Regions from separate parts of the Sus scrofa genome. Here region 2 is linked to region 1. The links are chromatin contacts, called in public Hi-C maps. All regions are on one chromosome and are shown on one strand. The core of a region is the stretch at or near the end of the contact, and the rest is flanking DNA. Distances in the headings are between cores, read along the strand shown. Region 1 has its middle 230 kb from the start of PTEN. Region 2 has its middle 320 kb from the start of RNLS.

Region 1 (5,735 bases), core at 436-2,935:
TGTCCTGGAAGGAAAATTGCAAGTCTCTTATCCTGGGAGCCCCCTCAGAGGTGAGCAAACCAGGATGGTTAGTGAACCCATCTGATCAACTTTTGCCTCAGTTTCCTCATCAGAAAAATAGAGATAATAGCTGTACCTTCTTCAGGGCAGGGAATGGATTAAATGAGATGGTATGTGTGAAACACGCAGCATAAAGGTTGGCATAGAAAGATATAAAACAAATATTTGTTGAGAGGATGAATTAGATCAAGCTGGCCAGGGAACCAGGTGGGTACAGAGAGGATGGGGCAAGTAAAGCAGTGTCACCATGGGATGTGGGCAGAGTCCACGGCTCTGTTTACTGAACCTGTGGATTGGGATTCTACCTGTGTTTGTAAAAGAAGGTTTGCCCAGAAAATTAGTAATGTAAACATGGGAAATGTTAGCCCATGGAAGAGGGCAAAGCTTAGCAGCAGCATGTACATTTTAATAACACTTGTGCAAATTATTAGTGAATATGTCCATTCACTAGAGGATTTCCAAGATCCTCTAAAGACTGGGCACATCTGCTTGCTGGTTCAGTTGGCATGGTGGCTGCATGTGTTCAAAAGGATTAAAACCACACTTTGTTTTAGTATTCATTCATTCATTCCATTCATTCATTGACTCAGTCAACAAATACTTACGTAGTATTTTTCATATGTTGGGCATAGTGCTAGGCTCTATGGAGGCTGCGAAGAAATATGAGAAGAAATCGGTACTCCTAGAAAACTGACCAGAAACTTATTTGATCATTACACTTACTTTCTTTAAACTTGAGTCACCATATCCTCTCCCTTATTCTTTCCCCACCCGCATCAAAGCCTTTTGACAGTGGCATAGAAGATTTTACACTCTCTTTAAAGTCCTGGGAGCCAGAAACAGAGAAATCAGAAAGTCCTCATCAGGGCATTTTGAAGAGATGGCCTGCGGACAGGAAAGATAGACTAAAAGGAGCAAGAGAGAGGAGGGGGGATCTGAGGGGGGGAAGCAGAGAAGAGGGGGCAAAGGGGGGCAGAATGGGGAGCAAGGGTTGGGAGCGGGGCAGGGGAGCAGAGGTGGGAGAAGGGGGGCAAGGCGAGAGGAGAGGGGGGAGCAGAAGGGGGAGAAGAGTGGGGAGAGAGGGGAGCGGGGGAGGGGGGAAGAGAGGAGGAAGCAGAGGGGAAAGAGAGGGGGTGCAGAGGGGAGGAGCGGGCAGAAAAGGGGGGAGCAGAGTTGAGAGAAGAGGGGGACAGAGGGGAGAGCAAAGACAGGGAGTGGAGTGTGGGGAGCAGAGAGGGGAGGATGGAGGGGAGCAGAGAGAGAGGCGGGTAGAGAGAGAGGGGGGCAGAAAGGAGGGGAGCAGAGAGGAGGGTAAGGGGGCCAAGAGCAAAAGGGGGGGCAAGTAGGAGACATTTTGAGGGAAGGGGTCTGGGGCGAGAAAGCAGAGGGAGCAGCGAGAGGGGACAGGAAGGAAGCAGGTGGGGAGGAAGGAGCCCCCAGGAGGCTTGCTAAGCTATAGGCCCCCCCCCCCCCCGCTGCCGTTGAATAAAATGTTGAAATCACACACGTAAGGGTTTTTTTTTTTTTTCTTTCTTTTTTTTTAAATCGTGGTTTTGTTTCTTTAGCCACAGCTAAGAGGAAACCAAGGTGGAGACCAGAGCGTGGGGACGAGGCCAGGCTCATGGCCCCGGCCCCGCCGTGTCCGTTGCCATCTGCCCGGGACGTGTCTCCTGCTCCTGCCTACAGCCCCTTTGTGACCCTGAAGGAGCAGGACCCCGCTCTCCCGGTGGGCCCCTGACACTGAGTCTCCCTGGGGACGAGGCCACCTCCTCCAGGAGCCAGCAGCTCCCCTGAGCTTTGCAAGCTGCCGCTTCCCCAAACTGCTTCCTCCTCAGAACCGCTCTGGTGCAACCTTGACGCCACCCTTCCTCTTCCTCCACCTGAAGAGGCAAAGCAGGGCCTGGCGAGAACACTGGCTGCTTCCTCCTTCCTTTCATTTTCTCCCAACCTCCTTCCCCCTTGCCATGTTCCTGTGGGGTACCGACATCCCCGAGGCTTTCCAAAAGCAAGAGACTCAGGCTGAAAATGCATACCACACCCCAGGCCTCGGAGTCCAAGAAGGAAGAGTTGTGTGTAAATAATCAGTTCACTTTGCCTTGGAGGATGGTCAGGCTGGAAGGGCCCTCGGAGAGCATGATTGTTAGCCAAGAGCTGCGGACCAGAAGGTTGAAACATTCCACCATCCGAGCCAAGTGGTCAGATCACTGGCTGCCTCCATCAGCAAAACGCTGAGGCCAGGCCTGGCCAGCCCCAGAATGGCTGCCAATGGGGGTGTGTCCCAGCAACCCCACCCGGGTATATCTCTTGGGTTATAGTTTTAAGAGGCAAAAACCATTGTCGACTCCTGACTTGAAACCATGCTATTGCCTATCAATTTGGGGACTTGAAAAAATTGTGTCTCATCTCTTTGAAAGATGCTAAGCTATTAAGTGCGAGAAGTCAGGCAATTTCTTTGTGAACCTGGCTTTGCTGTTTGTCTCCGACCCTTCTGAGTTCAGACCGCCTCGTTTCTGGGCCTCATTTTTTTGCTTTGCATCATTAGACTCTTAGGATGCTTTTTGGTATTACTCAACTGTCTGGATAGTCCATATTCTGAACAAATTCACATAGATGGCATCTGCCCAGTGCTTCCAGAGGCTCAGGTCTAGCTCGGAGATGATTACATTAAATTATGCTTGCATATCACATAATGGTTTGCAAGCACTTTCCCCATGCAGTATTTCGCTGAAGCCTGAAACAACTCTGCCGGATGGATATGATTCCTCCCTCTTTTTTTTTTTTTTTTTTTTTTTTTTTTTTTTTTTTTTTTTGCTTTTTAGGGCTGCACTCAGGGCACATGGAAGTTCCCAGGCTAGGGGTCGCATTGGAGCTGCAGCCGTCAGCCTACACCACAGCCACAGCAACATGGGATCTGAGCCATGTCTGTGACTTACACCACCGCTCACAGCCAGGCCGGATCCTTAACCCACTGAGTGAAGCCAGGGATCAAACCTGCAACCTCACGGTTACTAGTCGGATTCATTTCCACTGCGCCACAATGGGAAGTCTGATTCCTCTCCGTTTGTTGATGAGGAAGTAGAGAGGTGAACTGACCAACCTGCAGTGTTAGAGCTAATGGCAGGTCCAGATTACCTGACTTAAATTGTAAGCCTTTCCACCACACCTGTTGCCTGTCAATGACAGAAAAATAAAGATAATAACTAATACGGATTGAGTTTTTACGATTCGCCAGGCACCATGCTAAGTACTTTAACGTGCGTTATCTCACTGAGTTTACTTGACAGATACATGAGGGAGCTGATGTTATTATCCCCATTTTTAGATAAGAGAAGTGAGGCTTAGTGGGATTAAGTGCATTCTTCACTGTCACATGAAGAGCAAGTAGCAGAGTAGGGACCTAAATCCAACTCCTGGGATCCCAGAGCTGGTGTTCCTAACCCATGACCCCTCCTGCAGCAGGCCAGAGGTAGGACAGCCAATAAAACTTGAGCCCTTGTATTTAATTGTCCAAACGTTTCTTTGTTTCCTGTTTAAACATTTCAGCGCTCTGGAATACCAGAAGCCCTGTTAACTAAGTCCTCTGCAGGCAAACACAATTAAACTGGTTGCCGATCCCCTGGGTTGGGGTGACAGAGGAGAGCAGGAGTTTTGGGGGGGCAGAGAGGAGCATGAGCCTAGCATGGAAAAGGAGGAGGGAGTTTCCCCTCCAATATGGCCACAGTGACAAGGACTGAAGGGCAGGACAGTGTTGGAGCCGTCACTTTTTTCCAGCCATATGTGCCGGCGCAGTCTTTTTTATAGTGCCACATATGGCGCTTTCTTAATTGAATTTTTCATAATAATTGATCTGACCTGTATCATTCTGTTAGCTTTAGCAAAACAAATTCTGACAGGTTTTGATATTAGAACTAAAAATATGTTTCCAACTAGCTGAGGAGCCATAAAGCAGGCTGAAATCATACTAATGATAATGTACAATCTGTTTGCCACCATAAAGTTCCTATTATTTACATGGAGCAAACCATCCAGAAATAATGTGAGCCTCGAGTCTCCTTCCAGTTTTTACTGATCTTCTCTAATTTACCAAATGGGGGTGTGTGTGTGTGTGTGGGGGTGCTGAGAAAAGTCTCCCCAGGTCACCTTGCTGTGCCCTTCCTGATGCCTCGGTATGTCACACGAAATCTTCCTGGGGCTTCTGCTCATGAACCTGGGGAATGGCCATCCTTGTGGGGCTGGAGGGCTGTTGTAGTTAAAAAGCCCATGGTTTGGGGAGGTGAGATGCATGCTTCCGTTCTCAGGGGTTTCCTTTCAGGCTGCTTCTCTGAAATTATTCTGGTGACACTTGGACAGGTAGAGCAAGCAGACTGCCTTCACCTGGGCTCCACCTTTCGAGAGACTAGCCTGGCCTTCTCCTGCCGCACCTCTCCACACAGGCAAGTATTCTGCAGGGCTGAGGAACTCCTTCCACTCAGAGCCCACGCCCCTCCATACTGCAAGTGCTGGAACCCCAAAGTCCCGCCCCCAAAGCCCTGAACCCACTTCCATACCCAGGCTGAGAATCTGCCACACTGAGGGTCGTGTGTGGCAGATATGGCAGAAAGTTGTGGGTGCAGCTTAGACATGGTTAGAGGGTCCTGTATACACGTGATCAAGGTCCTTCACAGTGTGGGACAGAGCCAGGGGTTGGAAGAGCTGGGTATGGCCTTGGGGCTAGGGGACTGCCTTCTCCTCATGTGCCATGTTCACTGAGGAACTCTGAGGAGTTTGGAATTTTTTTTTTCTTTTTTTCAATTGAAGTAAATGATCTACAATACTGAGTTAGTTTCAGGGGTACAGCAAAGTGACTCAGTTATACATACATATATATATTTTTTTAAGGGTCTTTTCCCTTATAGGTCATTAAAAAGTATTGAGTATAGTTCCCTGTGCTATACAGTAGGTATTTGTTGGTTATCTATTTTATATATAGTAGTGTGTATATTTTAATTCCAAACTTATCCCGCCCCCACTTTCCCCTTTACTAACAATCAGTTTGTTTTCTATGTTTGTGGGTCCTATTTCTGTTTTGTGTATAAGTCCATTTGTATCATTTATTTTTAGATTCCACATATAAATGATATTACATGATATTTGTCTTTGTCTGGCTTACTTCACTTAGTATGATAATATCTAGGTCCACCCACGTTGCTGCAAATGGTATTATTTCATTTTTGTAATGGTTGAGTAATATTCCATTGTATAAATATATCACATCTACTTTATCCACTCATCTGTTGATGGACATTTAGTTTGCTTCCATGTTTTGGCTATTGTAAACAGTGCTGCAATGAACATTGGGGTGCATGTATCTTTTCAAATTATGGTTTGAGATTTGAACGTCACTCTCTAGGTCATTATGAAGGCTATTTGTCAAGGCAGGGGGATAGAACATATTTTCTTTAGCAGTTTGGTGCTTGACTTATACCTGTTAGGTCCTCAGATTTGTGGATTTCCTTTGTACTCTTTCTCCAGTCCATGAAAATATAGTGATGCACCTGAGAGGGTAGTGATTGAACTTTATGGACTAAATAGGTAGAATGTGGGGTGGGAGGAAGGTAGGACTTACTTCCTAACTCTCAAGGTGATGGGTTCATGGAAAAAGTCTCAATAGAGAATGAGGGAGTGGGAAGCTTGGG
Region 2 (5,458 bases), core at 2,555-5,054, 130 kb after region 1:
TTGTTAATTTCAGGCACCCCTTCAAACTACATTTCCAGTTGAGAGTATTTGAATTACCATCCACACTGCCACCTAGACCAGAATGCTGGGAGTCACAATGGACTCCTGTCGTCTCATTACAATGCTCCTCCCACGTCCTGTCAATTACCAGCTTCTACTGGTCTTCCTCGGAAATCTGCCCTCCTCTGTCTCTGCCATAAGGCCTTTCCTCCAGGCTCCAAAGGCTGTGTCTCACACCTGGACTTGCCATGGTGACCTCCACTGTCACCTCTTTTTGCTTCCATTCTCTTTCCTCTTCTCATCCACTCATTTCCTCTTTTTGTACAAAGCCTAGGTTGTCTTTACCTGAAAATGTATTAGCTAATAAGTCATGGAGCTATGAATCAAACCAGTTGGCAAAGATTTTTTGTAAGTTATTTTTAAGTTTTTTTTAAGGTATAGCATTTTCCTGAATGTTTCCTATTATCAACTGTAATGTGTCATATGATACATTACATGATTGATTTTCTAGTGTTAAATAATTCTTGTATGTATGCCACATAAAATATATTTTATTTGATATTATACATACACACTTATTTTGGATTTCTTGCTTATATTTATTTAGTATTTTTGCATCTTTGTCTATATGTGAGATTGATTCTTATTTTATCTCTGTTTGGCTTTAACATCAGGATTATAATGAATTTTTTAAATAAAATATGTTGGTGAATTTTCCCTTGTTTCCTGTTCCTTAGAATGGTCATTTGCTAAGGGCTCTTATTTCTTCTTTGAAGTTTTGGAAAAATTGTCCACAAAATCTCCTGGCACTTCTACCCTTTGTGGTATACTTTTGACTGAGTTAATTTTTTTCCCCTCTTACTGGTTTTAGGTTTATTTACTGTCAATTTCTTCTCAAGTTAGTTTCCATAATTTATGCTTTCTAAAAATTGTATGGTGTGTCTAAGGTTTCAAATACATTGGTCTAAAGTTGTTCATGTGATTCTCTTATGATTTTTAAATATTTACTTTTCTTGCTTCAATGTTCTTTTTCATATCTAGTACTGTTTATTTCTGCCTCTTAAAAAAATCAATCATGCAGGAGTTTGTCTATTTAATTACTTTTTTGAAACAACCAGCTTTTCATTTTGTTGATCAGATGACCAACTATTCATTCTTGACATCACCACGAGGGTAATTTTTTGGAAACTCAGATCTACTTTTGCAAACCTGTCAGTGGCTCACCATCCAACTCCAAGCTCTGGCCTCTAACTACTTCACCAGTTCATCTCTCCACATCTGCTCTCCCCTCCAACAATATCAGATTCCTCCAAGGGCCTAAAATGTCAGCTCATTTCATGCTCTGACTTTGTACAGACTTTTCTTTTTTTCTTCCATTATCCACTTAGTCCAAGTCTTTAAATTCCAGCTCAAGTTTTCCTACTTTGTAAAGCTTTTCCTGACCCTTTCCTTCTCTCTCTAGGTAATTACATCTCCCTATACCCCCCGCCTTTTTTTTAGGGCTGCACCTGTGGCATATGGACGTTCCCAGGCTAGGGTCTAGTTGGAGCTGTAGCTGCCAGCTACACCACAGTCACAGGAACACAGGGTTTGAGCCGCTTCTGTGTCCTACAACACTGCTCATGGCATCACTGGATCACCGGCCCACTGAGTGAGGCCAGGGATTGAACCCACATCCTCATGGATACTAGTTGGATTTGTTTCCTCTGCACCACAATGGGAACTACTTCCTTATATCCTACTTTTGGGCCTTGCACATGTTCCTATTTTTTCATCTATCATACTTTTTTTTTATATCATATAATATCACACGTCTGCCTCCACTTCTGGGCCATAAGATTCCCGAGGGGGGTGTGCAATCCATTTTTCACCTTTATTATTACTAGCACTTTTAACTTATTTTTCCTACTTCCATATCTTTCCTTTTTTCAAAAAGAAAGATAAAAAATAGAGAAAAGATACTATATCTTTTTCCTCTGTTTTTTTTTTTTTTTTTTTTTTTTTTCCTGCACTGCCCAAGCCTGTGGAATTTCCTGGGCTAGGGATTGAACCTGAGTTATAGCAGCAACCTGAGCCGCTGCAGTGACAACTGCATACTGAATCACCTGTGTGCTACTTAGTATCAAATCACATGAGAAGAGCTAGTATCATTAATTTTCCAGCTATACAAGCCAATATTTTCATCTCATAACAACTATTTTTATGCCTGGACATCTCAATGTATTTCAAATATTGAGGTATATATATATATATATATATTGTCTTTCTCACAGAGTTTTCTTTTTCTATAAACATATACACTATTTCATTAAAAAGGATGGTAGTATTTCATGACCAACCCCACTACTTTCATAGTTAGGCAAAATATTGCAAGTAGGTAATTCAAAGAACCTCTGTTTCAGCTCATAGTTTTCCTCATCCAGGAACTTAACACTTTACAACAGTCAACCCAGATATGAATACACAAAATAAGATGCTATTTAAAAGAGGCTGTTAAGTGGTTCTGAAAATGGAAGTTAGAAACCTAGATTTGCATCCAAGTTCTACCACTTACACATCAAGCAAAACTTGAATCAGTTTCAGCCCCATCAGTAACATAGTGGTGACGATACATGACCCGCCAGGTTCCTGTGAGGGGTAAATCACATGATGTGGGGAAAACAGGAACACAGCACAGTGATACTCAGTACCCTTTAACTGGCACGACTGAAAAAAAAAAAAAATTACACATATACATACTGCGCAAAAGGCAATTTCACATTACCAAGGCATTACTACTGAGGCATTCAATGTCAGCCTAATTAAAGAAAATCCTACTTTCCTTGAAGTTCTGTTTGCTTTCTGAACTTTTTGGCCTGGAGCAACACCTTTTGCTAATCCATTTTATATTCATTGTTTTAGTCAAGGGACAATTAATCAGACACTGGGATTTGGGAGTCTTGAGTTCCACGTCGAGCATGCACAGTCTGGTGACCTTGAACAATCAGTGGAATCACGCTCTTTTGTGAACCTCTTTTTGCCTTGCCCTGAAGGCAGAGCATTAGTCCCATCCCTCCTTTCTGCCTGCTCAGCACTAACTCTGCAACGCTTGTTACCCAAAATCAGGACATCGATGTTTTAATTCACAAGAAAAATCCAATTCATGTAATATCTTTATCCCTCTATGAACTGTGGGGGGAAAGGCAAGCAACCAAGCCTAAACGTTCAGCCGAAAGCATTTGCCAATATTCCTTTCAAGCAATAACCTCTCCGCAAGGCCAGCAGCTTTTTCACTGACACCTCATTTTGCTGCTGGAAAGAAAACCTTTTCTACATTCACTGCCTCCACCTGAACTGCTCGGTAATTGAAAGTCATTTTGTTTTTCCAATCACCCTCGGCAGCGACATGCACACTACCCATCCCCTTCACTGTCTAAATCGGGGGCTGAGGAAAAGTCCCTGTGGGAAGCGTGAACAGCCAGCAGCTGCGCTGGGCCTGGCCAGCTGAACTTCAGCCTGCTCCTTGGCCCAACCCCAGGACTGATAAAGCCTTTGCTAAGCTTTAGATTTCCCAGGCTTTTGTGAGCCAAAGGGAAGACCGCTTTCGTCGGTCCTGATGGCCTCTTTGTGTTCCTTGGGCCTGTTAACTCTTGTCTCAGGCAGGAAGAGAGTGAGGGGGACCAGGCTCGGTGCGGGGCCCATGCTTCCAGCCTGCTTCGAGTTGTCCAGCAAAGGCTGACCTATATTCCAGTGACACACACCAGATCTGAGTAGGACAGAACTGCCCAGGGAGCCGCCCACCCCTCCTCCTCCTGCTTCCTCAGCCAAGAGGGCAGCCAGATCTGTACACGAAGTTCTCTCTTGTCAGCCTGATGGCAGGACAGGGCTCCAGACGGGGGTTCTTAGGAGGTGAACCCCCACCACATGAACCGCAGGGCACCCCCTCTCCCCCACTGTCTTTCCTCCAGGGAGTGTAGCAGGAACCAGAAGGGTGCAAAAAAGTCGGTCTCTTGAGTTTGTTCAAAATTATTTCCTTCCAGCCATTGTTTTTGGAATGCTTTGCTGCATTTCTTTAGAGTGGGCAGATGGCAGGATCCTGGAGGTGTAAAACAGCTACAAAAACCAAGATGATTCAAACAGAAGGAATATGTATAAACCCTGCTGGATCATCCTAATATTAATCAGGAGAATTTTTTTTTTTCCTTCTCTCCAGGATGTTTAAAGTCTTCATGTTTTCTGTGTGCCTTCCCCCTTTAAAAAGAACACAATGTATAAATGGGTTGCTTTGGGGATCTTGGCTGGGAGCACTGGCGTCATTTTTTTGTATTCAGCTTATTTTGAGGACAAGCCCAATGGACAGACTTGAGAGCAAGACCTCTCACTTTGAGGAGACAGAGGAAAGTGAAAATGGAACTCCCATGGAGGGGAGCCGAAACTGGACAGCCAAGGATGGTGCCATCCAAAATACAGGAACCATGCCTGAAAGAGATAATTTCAAGTTGAGCTGTGGTTTACCACAGTGTCCTCGTGATCAGTCGAGTGGTCAGATGTCAGGGGTGACTGAAAATAAGTGCATTTTCCCACAGTGAAAGAAAAAAGAAGAAAAAACAACAACAACAACAACAACTTTGCCCATTCGAAGCAAATACTTGCACATTTCAGACTGGTTGGAGTAGGCTTGAAAATGTACTATCATCCTTGTGACTTGAGTGGAAAAAGCTGGAGAAGAAACAACGGTTATTTGCTTTTGATTAGCCACCCCACACCCCCTTTTTGTCCCTAAGGACCACAAGGAGTCTTTATTGCTCTGTCCCATGTTTTGTTCTATTCAAAAGATCTTCTGGGAGCAAGGGTTATGTGTTTACGCCATGACATGGCTGGCACTGGCGGGGAGAGGAGAAGGAGTCCCAGAGTGATTTCAAATTGAAGGGTTTGGTGACTCTGTGTGGGCTAGATCTTCTTCCTTCCACCTGTGGTACAGCCTGGCTTCAGAGAGGCAGCTGCAGAGACTTCTTTTCCTGCTGGGTGTGTGCAGAAGGACTCTGGGATTCAAAGCGTTAAAGTGTCATCTGCAATGGGAAAAATGGCTTAACCACAAATGCATCCTGTGCTGGCCTAGTTATGTGTTACTGTGTATGTGTGTACTTTTTTTTTTTTTTTTCCATTTCAAAATCTCTCTTTCATGAGCTCATATCCTAAAATGTCTCCTTTCTAATTTAATGAGAGGGATTCCATCCACTCAGAACAGGGTGCTTTCAACCATCATGTCTGCCAGAAAATCACAGAAAACCTCAAAGGTGAAACCCAGAACATCAAATCACTGATTGGAAAAATAAAGGTTTGATTTGGAAATCACACACCAGGCAACCTGAAATCTCACTCCCCTGGTGTCTATTCTTTCTTTTCATCTTTTTGTTCATCATGAATCCTGATCTGATCTCCCCGATCTCACTGAGCCGGCAGCACCTTGAGCAATGCG

The links. Hi-C and Micro-C count contacts between places; a contact is called where the count stands out from the background.
Region 2: a contact with region 1 is called in a Hi-C map of liver, with 5 times the contacts expected there. The contact joins two enhancer-like sites. A contact is called at or near these places in 6 of 47 Hi-C or Micro-C datasets (blood, liver and skeletal muscle) and 2 of 2 datasets of contacts at active chromatin or transcription factors (alveolar macrophages and skeletal muscle).

Annotation. Positions count from the first base shown.
Region 1 is chr14:100,154,991-100,160,725 of Sscrofa11.1, forward strand. No RefSeq gene overlaps it. Among named protein-coding and RNA genes, the nearest start is that of PTEN, 230 kb to the left of the region's middle. Within about 2 kb of position 1,686, at least 22 of the 83 cell types and tissues checked have an H3K27ac peak or open chromatin away from gene starts, as enhancers often do. A contact at or near this core is called in liver and skeletal muscle, where this site is marked.
Region 2 is chr14:100,277,902-100,283,359 of Sscrofa11.1, forward strand. No RefSeq gene overlaps it. Among named protein-coding and RNA genes, the nearest start is that of RNLS, 320 kb to the right of the region's middle. Within about 2 kb of position 3,805, at least 48 of the 83 cell types and tissues checked have an H3K27ac peak or open chromatin away from gene starts, as enhancers often do. A contact at or near this core is called in liver and skeletal muscle, where this site is marked.